Linked DNA regions of Sus scrofa: all the other regions are linked to region 2. The links are chromatin contacts, called in public Hi-C and promoter capture Hi-C maps. All regions are on one chromosome and are shown on one strand. The core of a region is the stretch at or near the end of the contact, and the rest is flanking DNA. Distances in the headings are between cores, read along the strand shown.

Region 1 (2,902 bases), core at 57-2,556, 550 kb after region 2:
TTTTCTTTTTTTTTTTTTAGGGCTGCACCTGTGGCATATGAAGGTTCCCAGGCTAGGGGTCGAATTGAAGCTGTAGCTGCTGGCCTACACCACAGCCACAGCAACGCCAGATTTGAGCTGTGTCTGTGACCTACACCACAGCTCACAGCAACGCCAGAACCTTACCCACTGAGCAAGGCCAGGGATCGAACCTGCGTCCTGTGTCCTTATGGATGCTAGTCAGGTTCTTTTCTGCTGAACTACCACGGGAACTCCAGGACGTGGTTTTATGAAATTAAATTTTCTTGGTTCATCATTCATTTTCTGTGAGATTAATTTACACACCAACAGATATTTACTGGGTAGCCAGTAGATATATGAGAGACCAGGAAAATGTTCAGTGCACTGAAATTTCATATCCCTGCACTTATTAACGTAAGTACTACAATGTAGGCTTAGAAATTTACCTCTGTGTTTCTTGGATGCAAATTTCTTGAGGGCCTTGGTTACATGATAGGCTCTTTGCCCTACAGCAATATTAGTTAATATTAGTTTAATTATTAGGAATAATTTTGTGTTCTGGGGATGGGGGTAAGGGGCGGTGCTGGAGTGAGATATAAAAATCAAATTTAGTATATATAAAGTGTACAGTATATATGTCTGAAATGTTTGAAAGTCCAGCTTAGTGCTATCACTAGAAAGTTTTCTGTTCCATGCTCTGCATATTGTTGAGGTTCCTGGTTCTGTGAACTAGCCATTTCTAAGGCGTAGATATTAAAAGTCACCCTTATTTTTGTAAAAGTTCTGATGAAGCAGCCAGGAGCAGGCCACGGTTATTACCCCGGTTATTAATAAGTCCCTATCAAAGACAATGCCACGTTTAAATATTACAAACATTTCAAAAGGTTTTTGCACTAGCTACCTTTCATGGCTCAGGATAGCTCCTAAAATAGACAAAATTAAATTAGGTCAAGGTGACTCTCTAAATCGGCAGTAAACCTGGAATTAAATTCAAGCAGTCTTTCTCCCCCTCCTCCTAGGCTTAATTTAAAGATAAGGCCTTTTCTTTTCGGGTGGAAAGTGAAGGGACTGTGTCGGTGCCCTAGAACCGACTTCTCCCCTTCCGACTCAAGTCCTGGGATCTCATTCCCGCGCTACAGGTGAACAGCACGTCACCACGCCGAGCTTCTCTTGATATTGCGCGGTTTACTGCACCCCTTTTCCCGGAACCAGTACCTTACTTTCTCCTTCCAGCAGTCGGGGCCTCTTCTGGTCTTCCTCAGCCACGCGAAGGTTCACTCCAATCTTTGCGCAACGCGCCCGGGCGCAGCCATCTTTCTGACACGTGACGCGGTCCGGGGCGGGCACTGGGGGGCCGCGCGGCTGGTGATTGGGCTACCAGGAGGGAGGTTGCACCCAGGACCTTCCCTCGTCGGGAAGGTGCTGTGCCTCCCAGCAATGAAGTTTGGCTACCGTGCAGGGAACTTACTGCTTACAACCTACTCCCGCCTCTCGGAACAGAGCTTTCGGAAATTGAGAAATTTCCAGATTTCCCCTTTCGTTGTCTCTTTCGTTGAAAATCTACCTCTGGTAAGTTCCTTAAAACTTCCTAACCATTAGATTATGTCTCATGTATTGACACTGGCTATGTGAAAAAAAACCTGCATAGCCCTGGGCATACGAGATAGGTACCTGAGATTTCTTTGCTCCATTGATTGTCTGTTCTCCCTTAGATCTTGAACTTCTTGTGCCATGTTACGGTTTGGTTGATTGTGCCATCGAAATCCGAACACTTTAAGTGCCAGCAGGAGCATTCTCCGCCCCCCACCCCCGCCCAGTAGAATACTGTTTATAAAAAGGAGGAGTAGGTGAATGAGGCGAAAGAAAACTTTTCAGAGCGAGGGAGTCTTGTAGCTCCCTGAGGACAATTAAGAACCAAAGTCTTGAACCAAATTTCTGGAGACCCCTGCCTCAAGCCTCATCCTCTCAGGCTCTTTCCTCATCTATAAAGCAGGAGAGGAAACGCAATCATTGATTATTTTGTAAAGGTGTGAGGATCCTATAAAAGCGTTACCAAGGTTACCTGGAAGATCATTGAGCTTTATCTAAGAAGAAAGCAATAGTTAAGGTGAAGAGGGAAAACTTGATAGATGAAGTGAGCAGGAGGAGAATCCCCCCGCCCCCAACTCCTTCCCTGAGGGATTTATCAGATGTCAATCCTTCGCTTGTTGATGATCCAGAAAATGAAAACAAGTGCTTTTCCGCGGCAGAAGATCAGCGTACATCCCAATTAAAAGTTTCTAAGATAAACAAACAGTTGGGGAAAACCAGGTTTTTAGATGTTAACTCAGTGTGCATGAATAGTTTTTTCCCCAACACTCCATTTTATACTCTTATTACAATTTCTTTCTTTTTTTTTTTTTTTTTGTCTTTTTGTCTTTTGTTGTTGTTGTTGTTGTTGCTATTTCTTGGGCCGCTTCCGCGGCATATGGAAGTTCCCAGGCTAGGGGGTCGAATCGGAGCTGTAGCCACCGGCCTACGCCAGAGCCACAGCAACGCGGGATCCAAGCCGCATCTGCAACCTACACCACAGCTCACGGCAACGCCGGATCATTAACCCACTGAGCAAGGGCAGGGACCGAACCCGCAACCTCATGGTTCCTAGTCAGATTCGTTAACCACTGCGCCACGACGGGAACTCCACAATTTCATTTTTAATGGTTTGAAGCTAATTTTGAAGTTAATAAATGTGCATGCTGTACAGTATCTGCAGTATGCCATTCTGGAGCAATAAAAGCAATTTAGTACGTTGAGATTTTACAAAAAATCAGTTCTTCACCAGACGAGATGGAATGTTCATTTCATCTAAGTTCTCAAATTTACTGGCTTAAATTGTTCATAATATACCTTTTTTTAACTCAGT
Region 2 (3,167 bases), core at 78-2,577:
TTCTGCTTCTTGGCCGCAGGCATGTCTGTTCCCGCCGGCGCTGTCGACACTTCCCTCTCGGACATATTCCTCCGCCTCCCTCCAGGTTCCTGCCGCCTAGGGCGGGGCCTCCGCCACACCGCCGTCAAGCAAGCCCGGCCGGAGCTTGCCGCAAAGTTGCCACTGCCGCCGCCACCTCCACCGCTCCCCCCACTGTCGCAAACCGCGCCCAGCCGCCGAGGCGGGCGTGCGTGCGACCCCGCCACACTGCTGAAAAAGGGGCGCGCGCGCGCGCGCCCTCCCGCGCGGCTTCCTGGATCCTTCCCTTTACCCACTCCCGTCTTGCCCTTTTCCCGCCGCCCTCCCGGCAGTTTGCACGGAGAGGTGTGATCCGTTGGCTTTCAAGGGCAGTATTTCGTACGTTCCCCTTCCCCACGACCGCGTCGAAAAAAGAGAGGCGGAACTCAGAAGGATGCCCCCTCACCCCCTTCCTCTTTCCAAAGACGTTTCAGTCGCAATTGGCCCAATCCTTCGATCCCCGACCCGCTGCAAGGACTCGAAAGTCTGTGGAATGGACTAGACCACCAATATCCTAGGGGACGGGGGAAGAGATGAGAAGTCACCTCTTGATTTAGGGGTATATGGCAAGTGTCCATAACCTTAACCTCAGAGGCTAACGCTCTCAAATTGTTCATGGACCTGTTCACAATCTCATTTTCGGGTGAGAATAGAAATTTAAAACTGTAGACTGTTTCTCACTTGCCTCCCCTGCCTAACAAATGGAAGTTACCCGCTCATAGGTGCGCATGCGCTGGGGCGTATTCTCGCGCTTGGTTGTCCGGACCCGCCTCCTCCAAGCCCCGCCTCTTCGAAGTCTTTGCTGAACCAGGTAGTCTTCCACCGGGTTTCCGTAGCCTAAGATGGATTTCAAAGCGGTACCAAATCGTAGTCCCTGAATGCGTCATAATTTTTTTTGATGAATATTTATTCTGGTGAATATTTATTACGATGAATGATTATCCTCGTCCAATTGGTGCTACTATTGAGAAGAGTTTAAGTAAGAATATCCTAAAACTATAATATCCTAGACTCCAGTGAGTTACAGCTCAAAGTACTCCTTTAACTGTTAAAGGGTTATCAAGGCCCTGGACAATGCCAAGGCCCAAAAATCAATGGTCATCTCCAACTTTGTTTGAAACTGTGAGACTTAAGTGACGGCAAATCCGATACAATAAAATTTTAGGTGCAGGCCACAAAACTGTTAGATTTCATCAAAATCTGGGCGCTTGACAGATGCTAAATAAATTGGTGATCCTGGTGAATTTGTTAGATGGGTCATTAAGCCACATAACTGAACAACAAAGAAAAAAAAAAAAGAAAGGTGCGTGATATTATATGTTTTTTCCTCTTTTAAACCTCATTACATAGCCTGTTGGATAAACAGTTGAGAGTGCCCCATCTATTAAATTCTAGTGTACTTGAACTACTTTTGCATGATGCTTTAACATAGAGAATATTATCTGTTTCATTAACTGCGGATTGCAAATCACTCTTTCTTTTGGAGATAGGGAGAGGATTCTGTTGAGAATGAGAAAAGGTAAAGCAAAAAGCAAGGCAGAATAAGTTTTTTTTTTTGCAATGAAGACAAAAATGAGGCTGAAAAATTAAAGTCCATATCTTAATAATAGTAATTGCATTTATTTGTTGAAATCCTAACATTCCAGGCACTACTAAGCACTCAGTTGGTGAGAGAGAGAGAGATGAAACTGGTATAGAGTCAACCACTGAGAAACTAAGATGTGGTTTGGCATGACATTTTCATGCGCAGAAACAAACATACCCCGCTTGTCTCTTGAGAAGGATGTTTATGAAATATAGCTCTACCAAAAAAAAAAAAGGATAATGAGCTAAGGCATTTCTAATCCAAATTACTCTGTGTATTTGGGAATCAATGGGAGCTGGAAAGTGGAAATCACTTATAGTCATAAAATTAGAAAATTGCTGAACATTTGGGTAAAGGACACATATGGAAGGAAAATGCCTTTCGGCCTTCATGTTACCCAAAACGCGAAAATATTTTTAAAGAGTTTTATTAAAACTTGGAGAGATATCTTTTAAATGTGTCTGATGAGTCAGGGATAATATATGGAAATTGGTTTTATTCATTATTGCTAATGTTAAAAATTATTCTGGAGTTCCCCTTGTGGCTCAGTAGGAAATGAATCTGACTAGTATCCATGAGGATGCAGGTGTGATACCTGGCCTCACTCAGTGGGTTAAAGATCCGGTGTTGCCATGAGCTGTGGTATAGGTCACAGGTGAGGCTCAGATGTGGTGTTGTTGTGGCTGTGGTGTAGGCCAGCGGCTGCAGCTCTGATTTGACCCCTAGCCTGGGAACCTCCATATGCCACGGGTGCGACCCTAAAAAGACAAAAATTATTCTGACACTTGTGAGAACAGAAAAGAACTTCATTTAGGACTGTTGTAATAAGTGTCAAGACCGTCACAGGAGGAGAAAGAAATTGGGCTCAACTCTGAATACAGCAGGATTAGGTGGAGATTTATAATCATGGAGCGGAGTGGTGGGTAGGGGTGGGGACGGAGTGCAGGACATGCCACATGCAATATGCTGCTTTGGTATATTATTTTGAGCTGAAGGTACTTGAAAAACAGATTTCTTTGAGTCCCACTCATCTCCCTAAAGACAGATCCTCCAAAAGGAACTGAACTGTCACGAATCCCTTCCCCAGGGGTTGGGTCAGCCAGGGAAAGGTTGGCTCTTATCACAGAAGAGGAAGTTACAAGTCAGAAGTTGACACCACCCTCAGACAAACTTTGTCATGAACTGCCATCATCTCCCATCTATTCGAAGGGCTCATTCATCTTTCCAAAAAATGACTTACTCTCCCCTAAGCAGCATATGTCCCCTTACCCCTTCTCCTGTTGAGATGGTATCAGCTATCAAAGATTATTGCTTTTGGGGGATATTCATTTTTTCCCCCTCAATGGCCCTGTGCATATAATACTAAAAATGAGTCAATTTGTATACCTTTTTCCTGTTAATTTGGCTGTTTTCAGTTTATTCTATAGGCCCTGCTGTCAATTCTGGGAGGGTAGAGGAAGACATTCCTCCCCTATGGGGGCTTAGTGGATGGAAATTTACTAGAGGAGACATGAAGGGTAGGGAC
Region 3 (3,261 bases), core at 462-2,961, 530 kb after region 2:
GGTCTCTTGGGTGATTCATTCTGGGGGAAGCCAGTGTAGACACTCGCACAGCCTGGAGAAAGGCCCACACAGAGAAAGAACTGAGCTTCCCCCAGGACCAACTTGTCAGCCACCTTGGAAGTGGATCCTCTAGTCCCAGCTAAGCCTTCAGATGACACCAGTTCCAGCCAAATTCTTCCTGAAGACCATGAGAATTCCAGAGCTAGACTGCATAGTCAAGGTACATACAAATTTCTGACCAACAGAAACTGTGAGAGATAATGTTTATTGTTATTTTAAGCCCTAACTAGGTAAGCAAATATTTATTGTTGTTTCAAGGTCTTGAGTAGCTCGTCAGGCAGAAATAGATAATTAATACATGGGGTCAATAGTACTGGCAGCAGCAGCATTCTTGAGGCCAACATTCCAGCTTTCTATTGACAACGTTCCCAACTGGGGCAGAAATAGCTGCTCCCTGTCAGGCCTGTTTGGCCACCCTATACTGAGAGGCATTCTTGATCACCCAGCCTAATGCCCCTCCTCTAGTTCTTCCAGTTACTTTGTAAGCACCTTCTCTCCATTACATCTTTTTCTGCTTAAAATACTTGAATTGGTTTCTATTTCCTACAACTGAGTATAACCTGGTAAGAACATCCATCTCAAATCAACAGCTAGACACTACAGGTGTTCCTGTTCAAGTTAGGAATAAGACACAGAAGTTAGTTATTAAAAGCATTATTTAACATCAATTTGGAAGTGCTATTTCATTATTAGTCAGTACAATGAAGTGAGTATTGCAAAGAAGATGGCAAAATTGTCATTATGTACAATAAGGTGATATGATTGTCTACCAGGGAAATTTGAATGAATAAGCTAAAAATAAAAACTATCAAGGAAGTTCAGTGGGTGAATCAGTTAAGAATTTAACAAAAAAAATCAACAGCTTTCCTATGTAGCAATGATAACCATTTAGAAAATATAAAAGAAGAAATAATCTAGTCTAGTAGCAAAAAATGCATAAAGTAACTGGGAAAAATAAATTAATAAATTTAATGCAACTTCCACGAAAATTCCAGCTTATTTTTGAACTTGGAAAATGTTATAAAGTTATCTGGAAGAATTAATGTTCAAATATAGATGAAAAATTCTGAGAAAGTATGAAATTCTGGGAGTATGTCTTATCTGCAACTTTGGGATGATTCTGCAAAAAAGAAAAATTGTTTTTACCAACCTTTACATACAGATAAAGCACATTTGACAAAAGGACAATTGTTGAACTGTTAAGTCTGAGTATTGGGTAGTAGTGTTCAATTAGAGTATATACTGCAATATTCTTTTACATACATATTCACATATTGTATATTTGGAAATTTTTAAAATAAAAACTTGGAAAAATTAAATTATATATGAAAGACTTATTTACCTCTCTTTTCTTCCAGTATTCTGTGTTTGAAAAAAATCACATGTTATAACGAAAGGAGAAAAGAATAATTTTCAAGAAGAATCTGATCATCAGGATAATTTTAAATTCATAAATTTGGTGTATCTAAAAGATCATTTCGAATGACAGTGGTTTTACTGCAGATGGAAGCTAGAATACAGGGACTGAGACTTGAGGGCCCAGAGGAGTGGCCACTCCTTAGATAAATCCTAGGTTTGTTGTTATTTTTGCCTCTGTTACTATGACATCACTGGAAATCTGGAGTTACTCCTACTCTCGACCTCACAGAACTCTCGCGATACCAGGCCCTGGTGGAGCGGGAAATGTGGTGGGAGGGGCCGGGCCGAGATCGACCGACTTCCGGCCAGGCCGTTGTCTGGGTGGCGCGGTCGAGTCATCGTTGGGCCTCGCCGCTCCGATCTCCCGTCCCTCCCCCCCCGCCGCAGCGCGGGGGGTCGACCAGCCAAGTGGGGGCGGGAGGTGACTCCGACCTTCCCCTTCACTTCGTTCTGGCCTGCACCCCGGCAACCTGCTCTGGGTCCTTGGGACCCGCGAGGCCCGGTCTGAGGGGCCGGGGCCTACGTGGGCCCGCTGCCGGGCCCCATGAGGCATAGCCTGACCAAACTGCTGGCGGCCTCGGGCAGCGACTCCCCAACCCGCAGCGAGAGCCCGGCGCCGGCCGCGACCTTCTCGCTGCCCCCGGACCTGAGCCGGGCGGCGGCGGAGGACGAGGGGACGGCGGCGGCCGGATCTCCTGGCCGCAAACAGCCTCGCGGAAACGAGGGCGAGTCGGAGGCCGGGAGGGGGGGCCGCGGCGGCGTGGCCGTGCGCGCGCCCTCGCCCGAGGAGATGGAGGAGGAGGCGGTCGCCAGCGTCCCCGGGGACGAAACGGAGGACATGGACTTTCTGTCCGGGCTGGAACTGGCGGATCTGCTGGACCCCCGGCAGCCAGACTGGCACCTGGAGCCCGGGCTCAGCTCGCCCGGGCCTCTCTCCTCGTCCGGCGGAGGCTCGGAGAGCGGTGGCCTGTGGCGAGGGGACGACGACGACGAGGCCGCGGCCGCTGAGATGCAGCGCTTTTCTGACCTGCTGCAGAGGCTGCTAAACGGCATCGGCGGCTGCAGCAGCGGCAGTGACACTGGCGGCGGCGAAAAGAGGCGGAGAAAGTCCCCCGGAGGCGGCGGCGGCAGCAGCGGCGGCAACGACAACAACCAGGCGGCGACAAAGAGTCCCCGGAAGGCGGCGGCGGCGGCCGCTCGTCTGAATCGGCTGAAGAAGAAGGAGTACGTGATGGGGCTGGAGAGCCGAGTCCGGGGTCTGGCAGCCGAGAACCAGGAGCTGCGGGCCGAGAATCGGGAGCTGGGCAAGCGCGTCCAAGCACTGCAGGAGGAGAGTCGCTACCTACGGGCCGTCTTAGCCAACGAGACCGGACTGGCTCGCTTGCTGAGCCGGCTGAGCGGCGTGGGACTGCGGCTGACCACCTCGCTCTTCAGAGACTCGCCCGCCGGGGACCATGACTACGCGCTGCCGGTGGGAAAGCAGCAGCAGGACCTGCTGGAAGAGGACGACTCAGCCGGAGGAGTGTGTCTTCATGTGGACAAGGATAAGGTGTCGGTGGAGTTCTGCTCAGCGTGCGCCCGGAAGGCGTCGTCTTCTCTTAAAATGTAGGGTCAAGTAATCTGCTCTTTATCCGCGTTTACCCCTTTCAACTCCCTTACACCATGTAAAACACCTTAGTGGGACATCTTCACTGGACACATTTCAGAGGAGGAAAAAAAAAAAAAAGTAATATTGAATCTTTAAGTGTTTAGCTAAAAGCATGAATGTGACACTGTAACCAA

Evidence for each region. Promoter capture Hi-C pulls out the DNA fragments that hold promoters and counts their contacts. Hi-C and Micro-C count contacts between places; a contact is called where the count stands out from the background.
Region 1: a promoter capture Hi-C map of liver shows a contact between it and region 2, with 5 times the contacts expected there. The contact joins the promoter of TMEM126A here to the promoter of EED in region 2. A contact is called at or near these places in 1 of 5 promoter capture datasets (liver) and 1 of 2 datasets of contacts at active chromatin or transcription factors (alveolar macrophages).
Region 3: a Hi-C map of liver shows a contact between it and region 2, with 3 times the contacts expected there. The contact joins the promoter of CREBZF here to the promoter of EED in region 2. A contact is called at or near these places in 2 of 5 promoter capture datasets (fetal liver and liver), 4 of 47 Hi-C or Micro-C datasets (heart right ventricle, liver and skeletal muscle) and 2 of 2 datasets of contacts at active chromatin or transcription factors (alveolar macrophages and skeletal muscle).

What each region holds. Positions count from the first base shown.
Region 1 is chr9:19,574,703-19,577,604 of Sscrofa11.1, reverse strand. It overlaps TMEM126A (transmembrane protein 126A), which reads right to left and starts at 1,306. Exons shown (of 5, transcript NM_001243592.1): 1 at 1,216-1,306.
Region 2 is chr9:20,121,237-20,124,403 of Sscrofa11.1, reverse strand. EED (polycomb protein EED) reads right to left here and starts at 1,327. Exons shown (of 12, transcript XM_013979229.2): 1 at 1-1,327. The coding sequence starts at 65.
Region 3 is chr9:19,593,564-19,596,824 of Sscrofa11.1, reverse strand. CREBZF (CREB/ATF bZIP transcription factor) reads left to right here and starts at 1,711. Exons shown (of 5, transcript XM_013979210.2): 1 at 1,711-3,084. The coding sequence starts at 2,024.